Linked DNA regions of Mus musculus: regions 1, 2, 4, 5, 6 and 7 are each linked to region 3. Evidence: chromatin contacts called from public HiChIP or PLAC-seq, capture Hi-C and promoter capture Hi-C data. All regions are on one chromosome and are shown on one strand. The core of a region is the stretch at or near the end of the contact, and the rest is flanking DNA. Distances in the headings are between cores, read along the strand shown.

The links. Promoter capture Hi-C pulls out the DNA fragments that hold promoters and counts their contacts. HiChIP or PLAC-seq counts read pairs in DNA pulled down with a chosen protein or histone mark. Capture Hi-C pulls out chosen DNA fragments and counts their contacts.
Region 1: a contact with region 3 is called in a promoter capture Hi-C map of liver, with 2.2 times the contacts expected there. The contact joins the promoter of Rflnb here to the promoter of Blmh in region 3.
Region 2: a contact with region 3 is called in an H3K4me3 HiChIP or PLAC-seq map of pro-B cells, with 3 times the contacts expected there. The contact joins the enhancer-like site here to the promoter of Blmh in region 3. A contact is called at or near these places in 1 of 39 promoter capture datasets (pre-B cells) and 5 of 115 datasets of contacts at active chromatin or transcription factors (T-cell acute lymphoblastic leukemia, embryonic stem cells, epiblast stem cells and 2 more).
Region 4: a promoter capture Hi-C map of hippocampal neurons shows a contact between it and region 3, with 5 times the contacts expected there. The contact joins the promoter of Abhd15 here to the promoter of Blmh in region 3. A contact is called at or near these places in 4 of 39 promoter capture datasets (the C10 cell line, hippocampal neurons, liver and 1 more) and 4 of 115 datasets of contacts at active chromatin or transcription factors (forebrain, large pre-B cells, memory CD8 T cells and 1 more).
Region 5: a contact with region 3 is called in a capture Hi-C map of embryonic stem cells, with 3 times the contacts expected there. The contact joins the promoter of Coro6 here to the promoter of Blmh in region 3. A contact is called at or near these places in 5 of 115 datasets of contacts at active chromatin or transcription factors (the 230-238 cell line, bone marrow-derived macrophages, embryonic forebrain and 2 more) and 3 of 9 other capture datasets (embryonic stem cells, liver and macrophages).
Region 6: a promoter capture Hi-C map of pre-B cells shows a contact between it and region 3, with 4 times the contacts expected there. The contact joins the promoter of Sez6 here to the promoter of Blmh in region 3. A contact is called at or near these places in 1 of 39 promoter capture datasets (pre-B cells) and 1 of 115 datasets of contacts at active chromatin or transcription factors (bone marrow-derived macrophages).
Region 7: a promoter capture Hi-C map of liver shows a contact between it and region 3, with 5 times the contacts expected there. The contact joins the promoter of Pipox here to the promoter of Blmh in region 3. A contact is called at or near these places in 2 of 39 promoter capture datasets (liver and pre-B cells) and 1 of 9 other capture datasets (liver).

Annotation. Positions count from the first base shown.
Region 1 is chr11:76,025,575-76,029,074 of GRCm38.p6, reverse strand. Rflnb (refilin B) reads left to right here and starts at 1,293. Exons shown (of 3, transcript NM_029658.1): 1 at 1,293-1,647. The coding sequence starts at 1,438.
Region 2 is chr11:77,791,820-77,795,150 of GRCm38.p6, reverse strand. The region is part of intron 1 of Myo18a (myosin XVIIIA); the gene reads right to left. Among named protein-coding and RNA genes, the nearest start is that of Gm10277, 4.9 kb to the right of the region's middle. Within about 2 kb of position 1,705, at least 277 of the 459 cell types and tissues checked have an H3K27ac peak or open chromatin away from gene starts, as enhancers often do. A contact at or near this core is called in T-cell acute lymphoblastic leukemia, epiblast stem cells, pre-B cells and 1 more, where this site is marked.
Region 3 is chr11:76,943,868-76,947,248 of GRCm38.p6, reverse strand. It overlaps Blmh (bleomycin hydrolase), which reads right to left and starts at 1,593. Exons shown (of 12, transcript NM_178645.4): 1 at 1,356-1,593; 2 at 810-1,007. The coding sequence starts at 1,368.
Region 4 is chr11:77,513,312-77,516,840 of GRCm38.p6, reverse strand. It overlaps Abhd15 (abhydrolase domain containing 15), which reads right to left and starts at 1,724. Exons shown (of 2, transcript NM_026185.4): 1 at 789-1,724. The coding sequence starts at 1,642. It also overlaps a transcript of Trp53i13 not described here.
Region 5 is chr11:77,461,721-77,465,502 of GRCm38.p6, reverse strand. It overlaps Coro6 (coronin 6), which reads right to left and starts at 1,592. Exons shown (of 10, transcript NM_139128.2): 1 at 1,393-1,592. The coding sequence starts at 1,590.
Region 6 is chr11:77,929,509-77,933,198 of GRCm38.p6, reverse strand. Sez6 (seizure related gene 6) reads right to left here and starts at 2,360. Exons shown (of 17, transcript NM_021286.4): 1 at 2,085-2,360. The coding sequence starts at 2,139.
Region 7 is chr11:77,892,480-77,895,973 of GRCm38.p6, reverse strand. It overlaps Pipox (pipecolic acid oxidase), which reads left to right and starts at 2,102. Exons shown (of 8, transcript NM_008952.2): 1 at 2,102-2,307. The coding sequence starts at 2,194.

The DNA.
Region 1 (3,500 bases), core at 44-2,543, 920 kb after region 3:
CTAGCAAGCTGCCTTCTATCCATCACATGATTAAAGGCAAGCCCTTCTCTCTCCGTATCAAAAATGATGGGTAGAGAGAAAGGAGGACTGAACTTTGCTGGTAGATCTAGTCACTCTGAACATATATATATATATATATATATATATATATATATATATATATATATATTTTAACAAATCTGCCCCAAGCAGGACAGATGTTCTTTGTTCTTGCAAAGATGTGGATTGGACCACGAAGGTGATCCAGGGAAGACTTCTGGTGGAGCACGTGGCACTTGGTGTTGACCCCGGGACATCTCCATGAGAGGAAAGAAAGAAAGAAAGAAAGAAAGAAAGAAAGAAAGAAAGAAAGGAAGGAAGGGGAAGGGGAAGGGGAAGGGGAAGGGGAAGGGGAAGGGGAAGGGGAAGGGGAAGGGGAAGGGGAAGGGGAAGGAAAGGAAAGGAAAGGAAAGGAAAGAAGAAAAGACAATGATTTTAGGCACACCCCAACTCAATTACTTCCCACTGAAGAAGAGCTTCTCTGTCAAACCTATCAGGAAGGACCACAGTCTGTTTGCTGTTGAGTTTAGGTTTTGTTTTGTTTGTAGAAGAGATTCCCTCTGATAGGACAGAGGGAGAAAGTTCCTGTGAGTGAATAGACTGTGGCCTCCATAAGGGGAATCTTGACTCCCTAAGAGAGCTGCTCTGTTTGCTGGTCTCTTTGGGAGATCCAAGCCTGTGACACCCTCAGAACTTCCCTGCCTGGACTGGCCACAGCCTGTTCAGCTGTGCCCGGGACCAGGGAGTGATCGACGCCCCCGGGAGTCCGGAGGAGTAGGCCCTCTCTCCTCCGGGGCAGACGTGAGAGCCAGAGCAGGCCCTGCTGAGCCAACAGGCCGCTGGAGCCATACGAAGCGCATTAAGTATTAATAATTTCCAGTTGTTTGCTCGTCCTCTCTCCCCACGCCCCCCCCCCCCCCCCCGCCCCCGGCCTCTGCAGACTGGGACTCCTTGGCTCTGGGCTGCCAGATCTAGAGATATTAGCACCTCTCGGGGGCCGGGGGACAGTGCATGGAGCAAGGATCGCCGTGGACCATAGGGACAGGGTGCGGGGCCGGACGAAGCCTCGCAGCTTTGCCAGTCGCGGCATGCCGGGGAGGTGGGAGGGGAGGCCCGTCGCGGGAAGATCGGCGCTCGGACGAGCTGGGCGGCGCGCGGCGGGAGCGCAGCGGCCCCTGGCGCTTGGCCTCTCGGCGGTCACCGCGGCTGGGCCAGCCCTCGGGGCGGGGCGGAGGGCGGGGCCTCGAACGAGCGCGGCCGCTGGCGACACCCGGACAACGCGCCGGCGGCGGGGCAAGGAGGGCAGCCCGGAGGGCAGCGGCCCCGGCCCGCGTGTGCGGCCCTCTCTTGCACTCCAACACCGCGGCGGCTGTGCCCGGTCCCGCCACACGTGCAGCTATGGTGGGCCGGCTGAGCCTGCAGGATGTCCCTGAACTCGTGGACACGAAGAAAAAAGGCGACGGCGTCCTGGACAGCCCGGACTCGGGGCTGCCCCCAAGCCCTAGCCCCAGCCACTGGGGGCTCGCAGCGACGGCGGGCGGCGGTGGGGAGCGCGCTCCGGTCGCAGGGACGCTGGAGCCCGATGCGGCGGTGACCCCTATAGTCCCGGTGAGTTGCCTCCCGCGCGGACTTCTCCCAGTCCCGGCCCACCCGCAGCCCTCCCCGGGGAGTCTCCAGCTTTCGCAGTCGGTGCGGCCACCCGCCCGTCGAGACGGCGTGGCCATCGCCGGGAGCCGGGGCGGGAGCGTAGCGAGAGAGCCTGGCCAGCTGGAGCCAGTGGCTGGAAAATTGTCATCGCCTGGGAGGCGCGGGAGCCCCGGGAGAGGCAAGCCGCGGTCTCCTCCCTTCGAGGTGGCGGCCCCCGAGGCTGCCAGGCTGCGGCTCGACCACATTCCTGCTGGGGCGGGCTGGGTGGGGCTCCCGGGACACGGACAGGGATCCCGGGCCCTCCCCACCCGGGGGGCCCACGCCCCGCGGCTTTGCTCCCAAAGCGGCCTCCCTCTGCCGGGACCTGGGAGAGGGGTGTGCTCTGGGCTCCTGGCGCAAGGCGGACCACAGCCTTTGGGGTTAGTCACACACAAGAGTCTTCAGGGTCTGGTAGGTCTTTTTTTCCCAGCCAGTGTTCTGCACTTAATGAGATCAGCGTCCTCCAGGTGGCCAGGGCTTTGAAAGTATTAATCCTTTTCCTTCTTTTCCTTTAAACTCTTTGCAAGAAAAACTCCCAAGTCTGTTTTGTCTTGGGATCTGTTCAGGTGATGATATTCAGAGCACAGCTCAAGAAAGGCCACATCCTGTCTACAGTAGAAGCTCAAAGTAAGACTGAAGGAGAGCTGTGACTGTGCCTCCCATGGGGAGGTCAGCGGCAAGTGTTATGCTTAAGGACCAAAATGGAGCTTTGCTGGTGTGGGGCCTTCTTGACCTACTGACCCTGTCCCAGCAAAAACCAGCACCTTTTATTTCCACTCCAAGGTGAAACTTGCTTCAGCTTGGTCTTTCAGTCTCTCTCATCTTTCCTGCTCTGACCACCGATCAGACACTCACTGGTGCCTCTGACATGGATTCCTGCACCTGACATGAACCTTGACCCTCTCACCTTTCCCATTCAAGTCCTGGTGGCCCTTCCTCACTATGTGGCCTCCTGGGGGAGCTTTCTCAGGCTTCTTCCAGAACCTGTGGCTTGGTGTCCAGGCTCAGTGTCTCTGTGTGGGTCTATCTTATCACTGCTGCTGACCCAATAGCGCACTGACTCTCTCCCACCCCTGGATACCCAGGGAATGTCTGTCTGGGGAGCAGGGATGGGGATACAAAGGAGGCAGGACAGGAGAAACCAGTATGGACACCTAGAAGAAAGATGTCTTGGAATTGTAGGAGAGCTCTGTGGCCTCACCTCATGCACACCCTCTGTCCACTTCCTTTAGCTTGAACTATATATCCCCTCCCCCACTGGTCTCAGTAAACTCCATCCTAGCCCTGGAATGGTACCCCAGCTCCCCAACATGCTTTTGGCTTTTGCATCTTCTGCTGGTAACACAGTAAAGATCCCTGAGCCAACCTCTTAGAAACACTTGCCTCCTTCTCTGTCCTAGGGGTGGGACTGCCTCTTCTACATCCTGGCACAAATGGAGTTCTTGCTCTTAAATTAAGCAAAGAAAATGACAGCTCTCGGAGAACCAGAGAGTACAAAGGGCTGCTAGGTCCTTCCACACTGTGTTTATCTCTGCACTGGAGCACAGAGGGGGACCAGAGAGGGTCACCTGAATTTGCCTGAATTTGTCAAAGCTGTATTCCACACACTAAGCTTTCTGGTTAGTGGAGGCCTGACCCAGAGCGAAGGCATCTCTGGCCTCCACTGTTAACAGTTGTGGGGACCCTCTGGCATGGATGGCGGCCGCTATATCAACCCCAGAGGCAAAGGAGATGGGGAAGCAGAGGTGGATCTTTACCTTAAAAACAAAACTCCT
Region 2 (3,331 bases), core at 456-2,955, 850 kb before region 3:
GCACGGGCACAAGGAAGCTCTGGGAAGGCTCAGAGGGTGAGAACTTCTCTTGGTGAGGGGTCAGCCACACAGGGTGCAGTTTGGAGCCAGGCCATGAAAGAGAGGGGGGTTTATTTATTTATTTTTTATTCATCCATAAAAAGAGAGGGGCTTTATTTGTTTTTCGTCTATTTATCTGGGGGACAGGGTCTCACTATAATAGTACTCCAGGCTGGCCTCCAACTCACAGTGACCTTACTCAGACACACAAGTGCTGTTATTTTTTTTTTAAAGATTTATTTATTGATTATATGTAAGTACACTGTAGCTGTCTTCAGACACTCCAGAAGAGGGAGTCAGATCTCATTATGGATGGCTGTGAGCCACCATGTGGTTGCTGGGATTTGAACTCTGGACCTTCGGAAGAGCAGTCGGGTGCTCTTACCCACTGAGCCATCTCACCAGCCCACAAGTGCTGTTATTACACATAGTAGGTTTATCAGAAAATACATAGGGTGGAAACACTAAAACTGAGGTTCTCCTTAAAACTTTAAGGAGAGCATGTTCCCCTGCTCCAGCTGTCCCTCGTTCCTCCTGAAGATCTTGTAAATAAATATATATGTATATACATATATATGTGCATACACCACACACACACACACACACACACACACACACACACACACACACACACGTTTAGTTGGGCATGTTGGCCCACGACTTTAGTTCCTGCACTCAGGAGGCAGAGGCAGGTTCCAGGCCGGTCTGGTCTACAGAGTGAGTTCCAGACCAGGCAGAGATACACAGTGAGTCCCTGTCTTTAAACAAATAAATAGCATTTGTGTGTGTGTGTGTGTGTGTGCTCAGTCCATCAGGCTGAGATGGCTCAGTGGGTAAAGGTACTTGCCACCACGTTGGACAATCTGAGTTTGATCCCAGAATCCACAAGACGGAGAGAAGCGAATCCACAAACTCTCATTCATGTGTGCTGTAGCATGTTCATGCTTAACACACACATACAAATAACAGTAAGTAAATGTGAAAGAGTCTATAGGGTTGCAACACGGCTCAGCAGTTAGGAACGCTGACTGCTCCTCCAGAGGACCCAGGTTCAATTCTCAGCATCCACATGGTAGTTCACAACCATCTTTAACTCCAGTTCCATGGGATCTGGTGCCCTCACACAGACATACATGCAAGTAAAATACCAATGCACATAAAATAAAAATAGTTACAAAAAGAATCTACTGACACTCTTTTCATAAATGAGTACCAACGACATGTTTGTATTACTAATTTACAGTACCTAATAAAACAAATGGAACTTGTTGTTTAGGGAAGTTTAGGGAGCCCTGTTTCAAGCACTCAGCCCTAAGGACTTGGGAGAGACCACAGAACTTCTGCTTCCTGGGTAGGGGAGCGCCAGCCACCAATCGTGACAGGTGCACCCCATCAGAGGACGGCTGAGGTTCCTCAACAGCAGCTTTAAACACAGCATTTACAGAAAACGCTTTAGCAGGGGTGTCTCCATATTTTAATGACACTAAGTGATCAAGAGATACTGAAAGGGAAGCAGCCAAACTCCTTAAAGAAGCCGAGAGATGACCTCAAGAGGGTGAGGGCTGGTAAGTGGAAACCTGTACTGTCCGAAAAGTCCACACACGGGCAGCCGTAGTGGCCAAATCGGCCTCAGACCTGACTATCACTGCACTTCCTGTTCCGCCTAGCCGCCAGCGCATGGGTGGAGCCAGGTTCAGCGCATGCGCTAGGAACTCAAGAGCCACTCCGCCCTGCAGTGTCCCCAGATTTTCCGGCAGAGGGCAGCCTTCCCCTTCTCATGGACCTGCTGGCACAGCCAAGGCTGCAGATTTCACCTCTGGTGGACCCGCCCCCAGAAAGCGTCCTGGGGAGCTGAGGCTTCAGGGGGGCTGCAGCAGCAAGATGGCCTCTCACTTTACCCAGGAGAGAGATGGCAATGGAGGTGCAAAAATGCGCTGGGCGCCTATATTTTTTTTCATTACTAACTTATCCTTTGTACCTGAAATAGCACCAACACGTAGATGTTTACTAAGTGTTTACTGATGGAAAAGTGAATGAATGAATACCTGAGTTTATAGTTCAAAGATTTAAGCCACGTCTTGAGTTTTATAGTGGCGAGCGGCCTCAGACAAGCAGTAAGTGGAGTCAGTGGGCATAGGGAGGGCAGTCACAGATCTCTGTCCCAAAGACTCAAGGATCGGCCACTCCGGCCCTCCATTCCACCAGACTGCAGTTTTACACATCCAAAGGTTTGCTCAGAACCCTGTGTACGAGCGCACCATTTTTTTCTGCTCTACAAGAACAGGTGTCTACCCCCAAAAACTAAACCGTCAGATCCTGGATACATAGAAAGACTACCTGATTGGTGGCTCCGGGGGTACCGTTTCTCTTTGGGGATTCTCAGTCCCTGGGGATTTCCTCTGGCTCTGGGGATTTCCAAACTGCCTCTGCCTTTCCAATTTTCCACAAGGCCCAAAGCCCAGGACCTGTCTTGACGGTTTCACCAGGCTCTGCCTCAAATCTCAGGGAGACTTGGGTCTGAGTCTACTAATTACACCGCATTCACTATATTCACATCCCATCCTGTCTGGCTGACATTCGAGAACAAGCACAATGAAGCACTGTGTTCTTTTCATATAAACGACCGCTTTTCTCTATTTCCACAGAAGAATAAAGGAAAACCAGCTTAAGGGCTGGCCACACTGATTTAATAAAGCCCAAGGAAGGTCTTCCAGGGTGTGAAAGCTGGCATCCTCATTCTTAAAGGCAGAGAGGCTCCTTCAGGCACTCTCAGGTTCCCCTAAACAGAGGCGGGGGGTAGGGGGGCACACAGATCCTGTATTTGAAGATCTGTGTGCTCACTTCTTGAGGACCTTCCTGGGCCTGTTTCTAGAACCCTTTGAAGTAACAACAAAGCCAGCCCAGTCCCCACAGAAGCAGGAAGAGGTTTCTGCTTTGCCTACCTGGTCTCCGCCCCCACCCCCACGTGCAGAGCCCGCCAAACCCACTGGGCTTGTGAGCACCTGTGTGTTACCAAGCTGGGCAAGAGTCGCATTTGGCAAGGCGGGGAAATACTGCCATAGTGTGGTGGCACATTGCCAGGGACCTCTTGTCTCTAGGGCATCAGGATTCCAGAGTTGGTGAAGTGGGGAAATTGCCAGAGAACAAACCTTCCTTCCTGACAGGAAGGAGAAATGCCACCAGGCTCAGCCTGGGGAGGCGGGTGGGGGGAGCTCTCTGCAGAAGGAGATAAGAAGTAAGAACTGCTTCCCCGCCCCCACCCCACACTTCTAGGAGCCATCTGGAGCTGTAG
Region 3 (3,381 bases), core at 344-2,843:
TTCTGTCAATACACATAGACTTGGAGTAGTTTCCAAATAAGGGGAAAAAAAATGCAAGGTCCCTTTGGTTCAATTTTTTTGAGACTATTTCTCCTGTTTGGATTCCTAGATAACCAATCTCTCAGTGTAGATGTATTTTCAACAGTTGTAACTGGACAGCAGACAGCAAAACAACAATTCTCAGCCAGCAAGGAATGAGAACTCAAAATACTACAAAGTAACTACTGACAGGAACTATGAGAATAGCAACTCCAGCTGCAACCACAGAGCATATTTAAAAATAGCCGGTTACAATCTGTTGTAATCACTTTATGTTTTTTTCTATTTTATACATTTGGACTTTAGGGCAATTCTGGGACATCTCCTATGGTATGGATATTTTTCCATTAATTATTAATTATTTGGCACAGGCCAAATCTGTTAGTACATAGCTCATCTTTTGCTTTAGGTTTATCTGTCTGCAACTTGATAAGCTGTTTCTCTCTTCTGCTACTTCTAGATGAACTGTTAAGATTAAAACTGCACGAGAACAAACCGCACACATCCAACATCACATAATATCAAAACATGATGATATGCATTCAAAGACCACCATCTGTCACGTTAGGAAACAAACTAAATGCTAATAGGCCACAGAACACTGAAGCCACCACACAGGTGATGTTCTTGGGCCTGCCCTTTTCTAGTGCCTATTCTCTGGCTTACTACAAGTTCTGTCAATGCTACAAAGCTCTGTTATCCCAGGGCCATTTTTAGGACAACAAAATGTGCTGCTGTCAATAAAGTAGGCAAGAAGTCGTAGACCTCACCAGAGCTCTTCTGGTTGGTGACTGGCTTGCCTTCCTGAGGCACAACGTGTTGAAACACATGCTGAGCACCCTGGACCGTGGCCCTCCTCAGACATATGTCCAGCAGATCGTGGGTGGTCCCGACATTCTGGGCAAGTACGAACTGAGGGTCAGAATTTAGTTTCTGGATCAAAGCAGATACCTTCTCCGAATTTAGTCCTGTGGGAAGATCAAACGCCATTATAATTATATCCCCTCCCAAAGAGGCTGACGGGGACAGCTTTAGGATAGGGTCACCGTAGATCCTAGATTTAACTTCGCAAGAGCATCCTGCAGAGTGCTGTACCAGAAAGCCCTCTCCCGGCATCCTCCCCGCGTGATGTCGTCTCTCTCCTGGTGCTCTCCCACCCTCCCGGAGGGCTACATCCCGGCCCTCGCCTAGGTCCGTCCCCCCCTCCCCACCCACCCCCATCCCATCCCACGGCCTTTCACGCCGCCGGGCCTCACGGGTCCGCCGAGCCCGGGAGAGGACCCGGGAAAACACTCGTGGTACCAGCGGTGCCTCACCTGCGTTGTTCATGGCGCCCAAACTGCTTCGTGGAGGAAACGTTAGTTTTCAGGGTTTTCAGGTGAGCTCTGGGGTTACACTACAGTCCGCTGCCTAGCTGGCCGGACCTGGTTCTCGCACCCTAAGCGCCGGAAGAAGGAAACCCGCTCAATGGTGGCCGAGAGAAACGGGGTCCGCGGAGGGACAAAACTCCCCCCTCGCGTTGCTGAGTCAGCGCCATCGGGGCTAGCCCCGCCCGGGGGAGGGCCGACAGGGGCGGCCTTTCAGACTCTGGGGCCCGCACCTCGGCCCGGGAGCGGCAGGGCGAAGCCACCCACGATTGCAGCCCCCACTGCCAGCATTGCTCACTCTTCGCCTCGGCTGCGCCCTCCGCCATCTGTGATCCCTCTTCCTGGCTTCAAGGGCGCCCTCCCGGGATCCCAAGCTCCTAGAGGAAGGAGGCTGAGGGTTCCGTGCTGATGAACCCAGATCCCTCACTGTCTAGCATTGGGGAAACTGACGCTTAGAACTCCTTTGAGAAGCCAGAGGAGGTTTTGTGAAGTGAAAAGGAAGTAAGGGACCCAAAATTAGCCATGGGACGGCAGATCTCAAGAAATCCACCCAAAGGCTTTTCCTGTAGGCACTTAGCTGACCAATCTGTTCATCTTTTTCAATTGCAACTTGTTGCTTAGAGTCTAGTGAGAACAAAGTTCTTGTATTTGAAAGGATTTTGGAACCAATCTCTTTCCCACCCACCCATAAGCTACTACCACGGTTCTACAAATACACATCTGCTCATTTCATCTACACATTCTGGGCTTCGCAAGGCTCATGAGTGGTTCCTATTGAGCCCAGCTTGGGCTAAGGAGAATGATTACGTCAATTTTATGCTTTTTTTTTTTTTTTTTTTTTTGCTAATATCTACAAAACCTGTAAATCACACACACACACACACACACACACACACACACACAGAGTCTTCGAGATAATTAATCAGTTTTTCAAGACGGGGCGGGAGAGTCCACTGCATAATAAAATAAGTACAAATGCACACTGTAGCCTTACTATTCAGATTTTCCATGGAGCCTAAAACCTAAGTCTTAAATTGAAAATCACCCATGGTTCAGAGGAATTCTGATGTCTGGAAAGTGCCACATGCAGACAGCCATCTGTCACTTGAGAATTCAGTCTCTGTGTCCCTGAGAGACTTAGCTAAAGACCTGCAATTCGACATAGCAACCATCTCCAAGGGAGCCCATCAACTACCCTATCCTGTGGGGCTTTTTTTTTTATTTTTTCCATTTTCTGAAGAAAAAAGAAACAAGCTACAACTCATGCTGAAAGAAATCATGGGCCCTTTCACCAAATAAATAAATAAATAAACAAACAAATAAATAAACAATAAAAATGATGTTCAAACTTCCTGCCCAATTGGACTCAGCCCAAAGAATAAAATTGTATTCAACATTTGTGGTGTAACAGGTCCTCAGCAAGTTTCTGCTGATATAAAAAAAATTAAAAACTTTAATCTTGTCATCAAGAGACTCATGATGTGGGACTGGGAGATAGCCCAGCAGATAAAAGCACTTGCTGATGATCTTCCAGGGGACCCAAGTTCGGGTCCCAACACTCAAGTCAGAAAACTGTAAGTCCAGTTCCAATGGGTCCAGCCAACACTTCCTTCTGGCTACCATGGGCACTCATCCCATGTGCACACCTATACACAGAGACATACACATTCAAAACAATTAACGTGGGAAAGACATGCAACAGAACCTATGCTATCTCACAGTAGTGCTATATAAGTAGTAGCTAGCAGTGAGAGCCAGACGCTAGAAAAACAGAGGTGATAAGGCTGGGCTCAAGAGTAGAACACTTGCTTAGCGTGCACAAGGACCCTGGATTTAGCCCCCAGCCCCACAAAAAGAAAAGGGGGACAGGTGGTGATAACTTTGAAGAGTGAATGGAATTTTACGAGACAAAGAGTGAGAGAGAGGGCACTCAAGGTAACAGCAAAGGCAGGAGGCGTGGGAGCGCATGACAAGA
Region 4 (3,529 bases), core at 475-2,974, 570 kb before region 3:
GATTCCCTGCAAATTCAGGATTTGACCCCAGCCAGGCCTGATCCCATATCCTGGGTTTTCCTATTTGTTGCCAGAATGCCTCTGACCTCATTTCTGCCATCTCTTAGGAAAGACTGGAAATGTCATTCAAGTAGTTTCTGTGGGACAGTCTTGCCTGGTGTTAAAACTGTTCTCCCTCTGGAGATCTGGGTTTTGTTTTTGTTTTTGTTTTTTATGTGTGCGGTGTCTGATGCCTGTAATTTTGGCACTTAGGAGGCAAAGGCTGAGGGTCTGGAGTTCAGGGACACACACCCTCAGCTGTGCAGCCAGAGTTGTATGAGACCTTGACTCAGAAAGAACAAACACAGGAATAAGTGTTGTGTACTCACCTAGAAATATGTAAAACATCTGTCAGATTGAAGGATTTAAAAAAACCAAAGACTGTACATCTCTCATTCCTGCCACCTCCTGGCTCAGAGCCTGAAGGTAAATATTCTGGACAGATAATCGGCCGCAATTGCTTCCAGAGCCCTGTTTGTTGACCTATCTAGCTATGGACTAAGTGGTAAATGCCAGGTGCAGGCCTCTGCTGACCACCGGTTGCTAGGACACCTGCGACTGAGATGAACTGATGGGGCCCTAACGGAGGCCCTGGGGCTAATATGGCTTTGAAACCCACTTTCCTGGCTCTATGTCAATTATAGGGTTTGAACAGCTTTGGAAACCTCGTGAGAACTTTGCCCCAACCTACCCACAAAGCTCTGTTCCCATACCAGGCAGAGCTGTAGACTTCTGTTCCCGTTACCCACCTGCTGAGAGAGATTTTCTGGTGCAGCAAGAACCCACGTTCATAGGGCCAAGGCAAGCCAGCCTCGAACCACTCGCGACAGCGTAGCACTGGCGAGATGCAGGCGGCGCCAGTCACATAGCTGGAGGAGCCACACTCCCCCAAGTAGGACAGCAGCAGCGCGGACCCTGAACCCTCGCTCACCGCGAACAGGGGGGCCGCCGGGTGTCGGAAGCGAATGTAAGTCACCGCCTCCTTGAGGTCGGACGGGTCCCCGAAAGGCTGTAGTCTGGGGCTGACTAGCGGGCAACCGTGGTGGCCGCGGCGATGGAAGATGACCGGGTAGTAGCCGCGCTCCAGGGCGAGCAGGCAGAGCCCCAGTACATTGCGAGTGAGGCGTCCCCATGCATTGGGGATTACCAACAGCACTGGAGGGAGGCTCCCAGGGTTGGTGACCCGGCGGCCCCTGGCACAAGGTCCTATGACCCAATCCAGAGCCACCAGCCCATCATCTGCCAGCTGCAGGTACTCACGGGCTAGCTCAGGCCCGGGCCCGACTGGCAGGATGAAGTGGCAGAAGGTTTGCAGGTGGGGTCCCGACAGCCAGGAGCGGGGGCTGGGTTCCAGCGCCGCCGAGCGTCGCAGAGCGCGCAGCAGGCACTGGGCCAGCGCCGACGGCTTGCAAATGAGGCTGCAGCCTCCGGGGAGCGCTTCGCGCCGGTCGCTGAACTGATCCGCGGGGCCTCCGCTCGCCACCTCCTGCTCCTCGTGGTCCCGGACTGAGGTTCGCGCTCCGACAGCGCGCTTCCAGGGTCGCAGGAGGAGCAAGGCGAGCGCCGCCAGTAGCAGCGCTAGAGCGGCCGCCCACGGAGGCATGGCCTGGCAGGACAGTCCCCGGAGGGAGGCACTGGGCTGCGGGGAGCGGAGCTGTCCTCTCGTCGGGCTCCTCGTTCTGTCCGCGCGGCTCCGCCCGGCCGCCCGTGGCTGTCAAGAGTCCTCCCAAGCAGGAGGGCGCGCGCGCTCCGGATTGGTCGTGGTCAGGAGGAGACAGCCAGTTCGGGTCGAGCTCCCCTCGCCCGCCCCCCCACTCCCGCCCCCAGCCCTTTGTACAGCGATTGCGACAAGCTGGAGCAGAGGGTGAAAGAGAGCCGGGCCACAAAGCGGGAGCGAGGACCTGAGGGCCAACCAGAGAGAGCGGAACAAGGAGTGCTAGGAAAGGATTGGGGAGGGGGTGAGGCTGGAGGCCTGGGTGAACGGGAGGTGCCTGCTTCTACCCTTGCCCTCAATGAAGTCTGGCTCCAGGGGAGACCCTGGGTCACTGCACCCTCAGGATCCGCTATTGAGGAGTAGCAAAAAAGCAAGAAGGGAGCAAAGCGCTGATCCCTCGCTGGCTTCACTTTCCCCACTCGCTGCTGCCTTTGCAGCTAGAGACGTGTTATCTCTCTCTCCTTCGCCTGGCCCTGCCGCCCAGCCAGGACCAGCAACTGGGCGATAACTCAGTAGGGCTGGGACTCTGCACCTGGCCAGAGGCAGACTGAAGCATCTGACCCTGACCACGAGTTTGAGGGAGGTGGCTGTCGTTTCTCTGGAGGGCATCCGGGCACTAGCCGGTAGACACTTGTGGCCTTCCCAGCCCACCCCCAAGGACGCTTTCCAAGAGTTAGGCGTCTCCACTACTTATCAAGAAGGACTGTAGGAAAGGAAAGAGGCTCGAGTCTGGCCGAATATGTTGAGGGAGAGGATTAAGGGATGCTTAGCCCCGCGGTGGGGCTTTGGTAGAGAGAAGTGTGGTTCTTTAGGTCAGATCAACATCTGGTCATTTCTGCAGGGGTGGGTGAAATAAGTCCGGGCACATGGGAGAGGCCTGAAATAACTATTTTTTGATGTATTTCAAACCTAAAAAGATTTGTTTAGGGGTGTGTGTATGTGTGTGTGTCTAGGTCAGAGGACAATCTGTGGGAATCAGGTCCCTCCTTCAATCACTTAGGTCCACAGATTAAACTCTGGTCGTCAGGCTGGCGGCCAGCACCGTTTCCCACTGAGCCATCTCGCAGGCCTGTTTCAAACTTTTGATTGGGCGTCAATCCTTAGCTGGATTTCCTTTGCAGCGCTCCCTTGCAAGGGAGGCCGAGCTGAGCACTGTAGCTCCTCGGACCAGTGTTTCCTTGGGCAAAGGAGAGCGGGAATCAAGAAAGCTCTGGCTTCTTAAGGCTTCTGGGCCTAAGACCCTCCCAAAACAGCTCGGGGCTCAGTTCTTATTATTAGCGAGAGCAGGACTGGAGCAACGTGAAGGTGAAGCGCTAGAGCCGGGACCTTCTCTCTGGGACAGCTAGGATTTCATAATTCCGTGTTGAGCGGGTTTGCCAAAAGAGCACACAAGTCTCCACCTGGGTCACCCGGTCCTTAAGGATCTCACTTCCTGCCCTTTGCGGGGTTCCAAGATTCTACTCAGGCGATACAGTTGCGCTCTGATGGTCGCACAAACGCTCCGGGACGCATCTCGGCCGAGGGAGGTGGTTCCATGGGCTTGGAGACCAGGAGATCCTTGGCGACTAACTTTTCCGGCTTTGGGTTCAGGACGCGTGCGCCGGCCTGGAGGCGGGCAGGGGCGGGCCTGGCGGTAGGCGGGGCGGGGCGGGGGCGGGCCTGGCGGTAGGCGAGGCGGGGCGGGGCGGGGGCGGGCCTGGCGGTAGGGGGGGCGGGGCACGAGGCCGGGCGAGGAGGGAGCAAGGCAGTGCGCGAGCCGCGGTCTACGTGGGCGCG
Region 5 (3,782 bases), core at 343-2,842, 520 kb before region 3:
TGAAGTGGGCAGTAGATTTGTTTACCTCTCAAATCTGTGTTATTAGTTTTCTCTTTGCAGACCTTTTTCAGAATTTAACCCCACCCCCACCCTCAGTCTACTCTTTGAACTTTGCTGGAGATGCACAGTGTGAATGCCTTTGTATTAGGAAGTCTGATTCAGAGAGACAGGCTGACCTAACAAAGTACCCACAGCAGGACACGGAACCCAGACTCAAGTTAAGGTCTCATTATGTTGATTAGCCTAGGCTGATCTTGCCTCGGTCTTCCCAGTGCTGGGCTCATGGGCGTGAACCCACATGCCCTGTGAGGAGGATGTGCTTGAACCTGTCCCCCAAGTTGGAGGACCTTTGGCAAGCCCCTGGAGAGAGAGGTCTGAGTGAGTGACTCTGACGGCAGTGGCTTAGCCCCTGGGGCAGACCTCTCCCTTGGTTTCACCTTGGAGTCATAGGCAGCACGCAGTCTTGGTGCTGAGTGTCCCTTACCAGGGGCTGGCACTCGTCTTTCTTTTTGTCTTCATGAGTAAGTTGTGGGAGCTCTGAAGACTCTGCAGGGGTTGGCATTGGCCCAAAGCACATAGTCTGGGAGAGAGGGTGACTAAATGCCATTGACATGGCAGTCACACTGGGGGAGGAGGTGGCTCGGGCTGAAATGTGAGCCCTTGGGATGCTGTCTCTGGATGGTGTCTGCATTGTCCAGCGTGAGTCATAGGCTATTGTCAGGCCTGTCCTGACCCCACCACTTGTGAGGTCTTCTTTAGCAAGGTATAGGGCTCAGTATCTAGGTCAAGGTTATGCTTTGGGGTATCTCTCCTGGGGTACAGATGGCTACGTGTCTGCAAAGGTGGCAGTCAGTGCCTGGCCCTTTCCCTCATGTGCAGGGGAGGGAAGGCTCTGACTATTGTAACTTCTCTTTTTAGTTTCATCCCACTCCCAGGATCAGAGTCTGAACACCTCTCTCTCTCTCTCTCTCTCTCTCTCTCTCTCTCTCTCTCTCTCTCTCTCTCTCTGTATCTCTGTCTCTCTCTGTTTCTGTGTGTGTCTGTGTGTCTCTCTCCATCTCTCTGACTCTGCCTTTCTCTGACACTAGGTAAAGATAAGGTTAGAGTCTGACTGGACCTTGGTCTGCTGTATCCCAACCATCTCCATCACTAACACCCATCTTGGTTTCTGCTAGGAACACAGTGCTCTGTGGCCTAGAGATCGGGCGCACAGGTCACGCTGATGTTGCTGTTCTCCACCATTCTTTGTGGGTTTGGCAAAGACAGAGTACCCAGTCCACACAGACTGCCCTTCTGGAGGCCTGGACTTCAGTGAGAAAAGGCTAGTGTGGGATATATCCCAGAGACCCTAGCCAGTGCCCTCCCAATTGCTTTCTTCCCCTCACCCCTCACCTTGGCCAGAGGCAGGACAATGAAGGCACCTCCACCTCCAGCCTCCACAATAATGGCTAGAAATTTGGGGTTGACGGCACAGAAGGCGCTGTCCCATGTGACCTTGGATACCCGGATGTCCTCATAGGCCTGGTCAGCCTTTGCTGCCTGACCAAACACGTGGCGGAACTTGCTCTGCCGAACAACACGCCGGCTCATGGCTGGGGCAAAGATAGGGAGTATCAGAGTCTAGAGGCACGTTGGTCCTTAATCCTGCGAGCTGTGGAAGGGAGGAGTGAGTGAGTAGGATTATCTGGCCAGGATCTTCAAAGTGACCAAAGTTGGAGGCTGGTTTTTGACATCTGTCTCATGTTGTTTAATATGAGGGACAAGGATGGGGAATCTCACCGCTTCTTAGACACACAGGCTAGCCGGGATAGCAGAGGCTGACACAGGGCTGAAACTTCCTCCAAGACCTAATGTTTTGAGGAGGAATATCAGGGGGTCCCCTCATGCTGCTAGTCATGTATGAGACCTCTTTGCAAGTGTTTGTCTCTCTGAAAGGCTCCCCACCCAACACCTTCTCTTTTAGTCAGTGGACCGTAGCTCAAGGCTAGGTAGGACTGCAGCCCTCAAGATCCCATATTCACATCGCTGAGTTCAAGCCGGTGTGTCTTTTTCTACAGCTTGGCCAAGAGAAGAGGTCCTTTTGTTAGCCCTGCTTCCTACTCTTTTTAAAAGATTCCTCCGGTGGTGTGGGGTATGTGGGAGTAGGGCGATCTTCCTTCTGTCTATTTCCCCATGCACTGATTTCTCCGGATGGGGTGGGGTGGGGGAGTCCTGGCTATGGTCATCTGACACAAATATCATACTTTGGTCCAGCCTCTTGGGTGCGATGCCTGGGCTGGCTAGTCCGTTCTCTTGAGGGTGGGGGCCCTCGACCCCACCTGCAAGGACCAGATGTGCAACCAGGGAGGAGGTGAGGTCCTCTTTCTGGTTCTACGACTTCGGCTTCTGGAGCTAGGAGCTTAGCAATGCTTGCTACTTTTCCCAAGGGGACACAGCAGGTTCTCCCAAAGGCCAACTGCTTCCTGCCCCTCCCCTGCCCGGGCATCCTTGTGCCCTTCAAACCACTTCTGTAGCCCCAGGCCTGAAGGCCGGCCTACTCGCCCCCTCCTCCAGCCTCCTGCCCCGGCAGTGCGTTCCTGTGAGACTAGGTGTCTCCTCGCCAGCCGCTGTCCGGCCAAATATAGACACCAAGTCCGCCCTGACGAACTGAATTTAGCGGCGGGGGGGGGGGGGGGCGCAGACCTCTGCCCCCTCCAGAGACCCCGCCCGCGCCGTTGGCTGCGGTGGCGGAGGCAGGGAGGGGGGTACCTGGTCCTAAGCCGGGCGGGGGTGCTCACGCTGCGACTCCTCTGCGGAGCGGGCCGGGGTATGCGAAGGGCCGAGGAGGCGGCGTCCGTGCGTCCGGGCCAGGGTGTTCCGGCCGCTGCCTGCGGCTCTCGGCTGCGGGCTCCGCTGCAGTCCCAGCTGCTGCTGCCATCAACCTGAGGGGGCGGGGCCGGACGGGGGCAGGGCCAGGCCAGAGCGGCTACGCCCTGTCCAGCGCGCGAAAGTCCGGCGGGCGTCTCAACTCCGCTGTAAAAAGGGAAAAGTAAGTGTGCGTGCGCTGGCGGGGTGTTCGTGCCTCGTGTCTGCCACCGTCCCTCGCATACAGGTTCGGGAGGCGCTTGGTCCAAAGAGAGACACGGAGAATGGGAGCCACCGCGCGAGATCAGGTGCCTGCGCGCCGCATTCCTGCCGCAATCGCGCAGCTAATTTAGTCGTTCCCAGCGGGCGGGGTTGTCCCCAACAGCCACGACCCGCCGCGAAGAGGCCTCAGAAGATACTCTGGGGGAATCGTCTCAGTAGCTTGATGAGGGTCTACGTTGACCCAGGGCAATTGATGAGGCTACCGCTGTTATTAACATCGATGGCGATTGTTTGAGAACTTAAAACTTTGGCACCGGTATGGGCATTTCATCCCTATTAGAAGGTTCTATGAGCCACAGCTTAAGCCAGGCAGAGAAAAGTAAACTAACTCCCAGCACTGGGTTCAAGGGGAAGATGTTGGCACAGATATTTGGCCATATTTTAGAGGTCAGAGAGACCAACTCTGAAGATGTTTAGCCTTCTGGTCTTTGAGATGATCCCTTTATTTTAGGGCAGAATTCCTCACCCCCAAGACCCAGTCTTGAGTAGTGTTCAAGGTCAAGAAGATAAAATACAGCCAGTTTCTTGAGTTGCTGTTTATTCAATGCTTGCCCATGAGCTCTTGATTTCTTCCCTCCCATCTTAGGTTCTGAAGGGCAGTATGAGGCCAGTTTCAGGCAGCACATAGACTCAGTAGTGCAGTTTTCCAGAGACCA
Region 6 (3,690 bases), core at 1,111-3,610, 990 kb before region 3:
TCTGGCTAAAAGACTTGCAGCCAAAGGCCTTTACTCTGCAAATCTCTCCTTTAATAAACTCTTCAGGAATCTCAGATAGCCAAGTGAACTACCTCCAAAATGAGAGGGCTCAGAACCCTAATGATGAACCTTCCATCTATGTTAAATAGGTGGGGCCTCCTGGTCACCCAGATCTGGGTCCAGGCTCTCTCACATGCCAGGTTAGCCACTGCTTCCAAATCCTCTCTTTCTACCTATAAAACACATAGTAAGGCAACCCCACTACACGGGAGAAGCCAATGAACCACAGGACACTGGCTGGGGACACAGACTTCTGGCGAGAGTGGGTAAATTCCTCCCAACGCGAACCTCAACACCTCCAATCTGGGCTGGACTCTCGGCCATACCAGCTTTCTTCTTGGAGACCTATGGTCTCTCTCCAGCTCTGCAAGGAGCTGGCTGGCAGAGACTACACCTCCACACTGGTGGCTTAACTGATGAATTGTCACCCAACACTCAGAGCTCCTGAACTGCAGACATCCTGAGACCTGAGGAATCCAGATCACACACTCAGATAAGAACTTCCATTGCTAGGAAACAGACACAGACTGTTCCAGGAAAGGAGCTAGGATGTGGCCATACCCCACTCAGGTCCCGAATGCAGAGAGATATCCTTAGATTTCTGGCCCAGAAGATGGGTTTCTCTTCATCCCTTCTTATCCCTGGAGTGGGCTTCTTTTTCCTCCCAGCAAGGTGAACATATAATTCCAAGTTTTCCTAGTCTTAGGAGGAGCCAGTGTGGGCAGCCAGGTGGGCTGGGCAAAGATGTGGTCTACTTGTGGGTAGAGCTAGAGATTCAAAGATGTTCTCCCTCTCCATCCCCCGGGACGGGAAAAGAGCGGCTTGGTACTAGCCCAGCCCCGAGCAGCCCTGGTCTGGCTGTTCTGACCTCCAAACTCTCCGGCCTTCGAGGATGGAGCCCGAAGGTTACAAATCTCCCTCCCTCCCTCCTTGACAGCAGACGCTAGGAACCATAACCATATGGCGAGGGACTTTGAGTCCCAAGTCAAAAGTGCAGTTTCGCGGACCCCAGCAGGCGATTAGTAAAAGCGGAGAATGACCTAAGCATTTGAAGACTCCCGAGACCACTTGCTTCAGACCCTTCCTGCTTCCCATTCATCTTTCCTCCAAACTCCCTTGGTGCTAACTCCGAGGCCAAGCGTTTCTTGACCGAGATCAATGAAGTTAGGACTTGACTCGGCGTCCGGGGCTGGGACAAACGGTGAGTTCCGCTAACTAGTCTGCGGCTCCGAGGTCGATAGAACCCGGCAGGAAGGCAGAGCCGAAGAGAAGCAGCGCTCCGTGCATGTGCGTGTGTGCATGTGTGTGTCTGTGTGCAAGAAAAGAATTTCAGGGAGGGCAGCCAGTCCCAGGACCTCAGTTGCTGCAACCCAGAGAAGAGCGAGGGGCTGGGCAGTGGGCTCTCAGGGTCCCCGGATATGTTTCCCCAGAATTGTGTTCTAGGTTCCAATCCTGACTTGACAGCGTCAAGGCAGAGGTAGGTGAGAGATGTCCCAGTCCCGGGTCCGGCCACCACCCGACCCAGTTCCTCTGCAGTGAGGATACGAGGGACCCAGAATAAGCGGCAAAGTCGAGCGAAGTTTGGAGACCAGCGGGGTAGGCAGAACGGCGGGCTGGTAGCTGGGCTGTCCGGACTCTGCACCCGCGACCTGCCGCCCCCCCCGCAACGCGCCCGGGCGCCCCTAGACGCCTGGAGTGGAGCGAGGGAGCGCGCGGGAGAGCGCGTGTGTGCGGGGAGGGGGTGGCGTGATGAATTGCAGCAGAGAAATCCCATTAGATCCGGGGAGATGATTAAAGGCGAGGTCTCGGCCGGGCGCGAATGGCGGGAGCCGCGGCGGCTTCCCGCCCGTAGAGCCCGCGCCCCGCCCGGCTGGGTCGGCGCCGGGGACAGCGCAGCCGGCGGGACGTGGTGCTTGGGAGGAACAACAGGACGCACGGAGCAAGGCGCCGGGATGGTCTTGCTTTCCTACCCCTGGGAGTCCGCGCCCGCCCCCGTCCTGTGGCCGGACGCCCGGGTCCCTTACCGTGAGCCAGGAGCGCCAGCAGCGAGGGCAGGAGCAGCAGGGCTGCTGGGCGCATGGTGCTGCTTGCGGCCGCGCCCCGGGTCGGGGCCGCGGTAGGGGAACTGGGGACTGGGAGAGGCGTGGGCGCGGGGGGCAGAGCCGGTCCCGGGGAGAGCAGCGGGGCCGCCGCCGCCGCCGCCAGCGCCTGACAGAATCAGCACCACGGCCAGCGCCTGGCGTCGGCGCCCGGGATCGCCGCGCGGGGCTGGGGGCGGGGGCGCAGGAGGAGCGGCTTACCGTAAAGTCTCAAGCAAAGGCGCAGAAGACCCAGCGGCAAGAGAACAGGCTTTCGAGCCCTGGGGAAAGGACTGCCCTGCTAATGTGGCACACAGCCCCCGCCTTCCCGAGCTGCCCACGCCCAGCCAAGCTTGCCACCCTCTCCCGGGTTTGTAGCTTACCAAGGTGTCAGGTTCTAATCGGATTCTCCATTAAAGAGAACACCCCCTCCTCACCTCTCTCTCCACCCCACCTTGGTACCTGACAGCTACAAGGGTGATCTGGAAAGATGCACATCAGTGAGGCAGCTGGTGAGGCCCGCCTGCCCTTGTGGCAGCTCCATCCTGGGCCGATAATGAAGACGGCTTTTGAACGTACAAAGGACAATAAATTATTACTTTGCGCTCAATAAATGCCAGGGCTCCAGGCAGCTGCATCAGCAGCAAACTGTGCTCACAGAAAAGCTTAATTATCCTGATATTATAGTTAAAAGCCAGTGGCACTTGTGTCCTGGGGAGACATTCTCCACTTGGTAGGGGGCAACCTGGGTCAAGCTGTGGGGTGCTGAAGGCAGCACCCTGGGTCCCCATGTAGCCATGGGGTTCCAGACCTTGCTTCCTCTATTTCCTCTGTAGAACAAGAATAGCCACAGGAACACAGATCTTTTATGCCAATACCAGCTTCGGTCTTGGAACTGACGAAGAAAATGGGATAAGCATGAATATCAGGGGTCTTTATGACTGTTTTAGTTTTAAATTTTCATTTTTTTTTTTACCAGGACCTGGCACATGATTCCATACTTGATAGATAGGGAGGGGCTCTACCACTGAGCTACACCTTCAACCCACCAGGTGTAGCTGATTGTTTCAGATGGAGGAAAACTTGAAGAAGGGGCAGTAACCCCAGAGTAGTTGGAATAGTCAATAGCACAGAAAAATAAGATCCCATGACTTTGTGACCTGAGGAACCCCAGTAAGCCATGGGCCAATAACAGGCTAGCCATAGCTGTGCAGAACTAGAGGCTATTATTCAGACCCAAGGGACATGGTTAGGCTTGTTACTGAATTTCAGTGGACTCAACAGGACACAACCACGTGGCTGATGTTAATATCTGTAGAGGAAGAAGGAGGCCCTCAAAGGGCAGCTTAATGTTGAGTTCTTTCCATGTGAACGTGGGTCAAACCCCAACAATTTGTCCACAGCACTTCCCCCATCTCATCCTGGAAGCAAGTGACTTCTGCCCTAAGTTTCATTCCTAGGAGAGTCTTTCGGTCCTTACAGTCTTCCAGCTTTGCTCCTTTGATGCTCTGTAGATCCTTTTGTGGGCTCTGGGGAGCCATCTTGCTTGCTG
Region 7 (3,494 bases), core at 853-3,352, 950 kb before region 3:
GAGGGGACAGAATGCAGTGACCTTTAGACTCTATTTTTTTTTTCCTCCCTCAGAAGGAAGGAAAAAAAATCCAGTCAAATGGCAGTCCTTCTTTGCGTTCCTATTTTACTAGGAAAGGAAAGACCAGGCAGAAGACAACTAGTTGCTAAGGCTAGTCTGGGGATTGTCTGTGGACGTGTTGCTGGGGATTCAGTCAGCCACTGTGCCCCCCCCCCCCATCATTGTTTTCTCTCTTCCACTGTATGGCCACCAGATACACAGCAAAATGTTAAAATCAGAATCACGACTATAAGTTCTCTCATTGTCACTATAGCATTGTAGTGAGAGGGAAGTGTCCCCGGGCTGGGCTTGTGACTCAGGTAACAGAGTTTCAGCCTAACATTCATTGGTAAAGCCCTGGGTTTGGTCCTCAGCACCATATTAAACCAACATGATGGTACGGGTCTATTTTCCCAGGAGGTAGGGGCAGAAAAATCAGAAGTTCAAGGTCACCTGTGGAGGCAAAGCAGGTTGGAGGCCAGTTAAGCGATACATGAGACCCTGTATCCAAAAAAAACGAAAGAAAATACTAACAAGAAGTAAGTTTTGGAGCAGATAGACCTGGGTTCACATCTTAGCCTCTTGGCACACCTAGAATGGGTCCTTGGGCAGATCCTGCCATCTTTGTCTGTTTAGTGGTGTGTTTATGATTATAAACAACCAACCTCAAAAGTTAGTGTCTAAAAACAAGCATTTTATTTTACTTCATAAAACTGGGGAATGCTGACACAGCTTGGCTGTTGGGTCACGTGCCATGGACTGGGTCAGGTCATGGGTGGTTAGTTTGTCTGGACACAAGGTCCAAAATGGCTTCTCTTCCTATGTGTGACTTTTCTCATCTCTCTCTCTCACAGAGTGGCTGGACTTCTAACATGTTGGTTCAGGGTCTAAGAACGAGTGCTTCAACACAAGAAGATGTCCAAAGGCTTGGGTCAGAAAGAGGGTAGCAGTCACTGTATTCTATTGGGCAAGCATGTAATGGGAAAACCGACAGAGAACTTGAGGCTATCTCTAATCTGCTCAAAAAAAATGAGGATAAAAATACACACACACACATACAAAAAAAAAAAAAAATCCTGAGAATTTAATGAGATAATGTATTCCGAGGCAGATTTACCAGGAAGCTAATAAAACTTCAACCATGGGGCTCTCTAATTGAGCGGTCTCTTCGAAGTCCTGCCATCTAGTTTTGCATGACTAATTTTTTCTTTTTTTTTTTTTTTTCTCTTTTATTTTTAGTGCTGGGTGCTAAACCCAGGACCCCGAACATGCCAAACACAAAAGTCTACCGCTGAGCTAAGCCTCCAGGCCCCTTTCCCCTTTTATCTTAAAATGGACCCCCAAAGTGTATAAGAATCAGGACCTGCCAACCCTGGCTCTGTCCCCAGTGCCTGTAACAATCCCCATTGAGCCTGCTGCCTGGCACAGAAGGCTTCTCTGCACATGGCCCCTGTGTGTGCTGGCTGGTGCCTGGTTCCCCGTGTGCCTGAGGACAAGGTTCTTCCTCGCACTGTCCTTTCCTGGATTTTTTTTTTTCCTCTTCAGGATCATTTATTGTCCTTTTTTCAACATGAAAGTAAAACACACTGAGAATGATTTCATAATCACAAAACTGCCCTCCCAGTTGGCCCCTGCATCTACCCCCTGACCTCGCCACCCACCAGGGAGGAGGGCCATACCCTGGGCATCCTGCCAAGTTCTTGGCTGGCCGGGTAGCTCTCTGGAGGAAATCAAGCTGCAGAGAGGGAAGCCAGCAGGGGGAGGCAGCATTCCCGGGGCCCAGCTTGGTCTGGGAGGCATTGAAATTCCGGGCAAAGTCCTGAGACAAAGATCATAATGAGACAGGAAGGTGGCATGGGAAGGCGCCATTTGCATGACAATAATTGAGCCAAGAATAGCAAACTGGAGGGATGCAAGGGTGAGGCTAGCAGCTGAGCTGGGCGAAACCTCACAAATCAGTCCACCCAGCTCTGCTCTGCAGGGGGAGGCGGAGGCTGAGCCCTGTGCCAGGCTTTTTGGGGAGGGAAAGAAAGACAAGGACATGAGCCCCAAGGGATTGTGGGAACTCTAGTTTAGCTGGACTTTGCCTCCCTCCTCCCCCTGTAGCCTGGAGGTGCCTTTGTTTGCCTTCTCTTCAGTGGGCTTTGTGGCATCATGGCTGCTCAGACAGATTTCTGGGATGCTATTGTGATTGGAGCAGGCATCCAGGGCTGCTTTACCGCGTACCACCTGGCCAAACACTCCAAGAGCGTCCTCCTGCTGGAGCAGGTACACTGTGCCTTCTGCCCTTCTGCTATATAAGACTGTCCCCTCTTCTTTCCTCTCCTAGGGAGGGCTTTCCAGAATTTTTGGGCTATAAGTGAAGCCAAACGGTCAGACATCAGGAATTCTGTGCACTTCGTAGCTTCGTAGCCACTTCACGTGGATCTTGACAATGCAAAGAAAATTCCCACCCTTAAGTCCACGTGAGGTTTCTTGGTATACTCTTTTAAGTCTCTTAGTTCTTGCCCCGGATCAAGAAGTGTCCCACTTCTTTTCATTCTTGCAACCCTGTCTTGTCTTTGCCCACATGGTTGATACAACCAGAAAAAGAATCAATTCTGCTCTGGGTAACCTTAAATAAAGACAGTTTTGCCTAGAGGCAAAGGCTGATGTACCAGCTTTGGAGAAAGCTGCGTTTTCTCAGCTGCTCCTTCCAGAACCTAGCAGGAGCTGCTGTTGAATTCTTCCACCTTTGGGTAACAGCGACCTCCTCACTTGATGCCCGGGAACTAAGACACAGGTCGTCTTTCCTTAAAGGAAAAGTGATCACATGACTGCTTCAAATGAGGGTGGCACTGGGACCCTGCAGGGCCCCTCAGGGGTGGGGCCTATGCAATCTGTCAAGTTGAGTTTTCTACCCCTGTGGCTTCTTCCTTTCCATTCTGCCTTGCAGCTCTCTGAGCAGGTTACCACATCCTGGGAATTGTCTTCAGTTCCTCTGTTTTCCCAAAGCCCAAGGGATTTCTGTTACAACCTGCAGGAAAACCTCCATTTTGCTTCACCCCGCACCCCCCTAATCCTAAGATTGCTCCCTTATCCTGGGTACCTGAAGGCTCAGTGAGATGACATCCTTTTCCTGATCCGGAAAACCATGGGGCTCGATTTGCATAATCTGGAAGGTTTTCTGACTCTGCTTTTCTAGGCATCTAAGCAGGGTGTGAATTCAGTGGGATAATAGAAGGTTATTAACAAATGGATGGGTGGCTGCCAGGGCTATTTACAAAAGGAAAAATTTAGTCAGTGCTGAGGTACTATTGCTAACCAGAATGCCTGGCCAATCAGTGGGCCTCAAGGAGACCTGGAAGTATGGAAATATTTGAAAATATCTAGGCCTGGCGATGAGCACCTGAAAATCCCAGTTGCTCAGGAGACCAATGTAGGGGGATTGCAAGCTTAAGGCCTGCCTGGGCTAC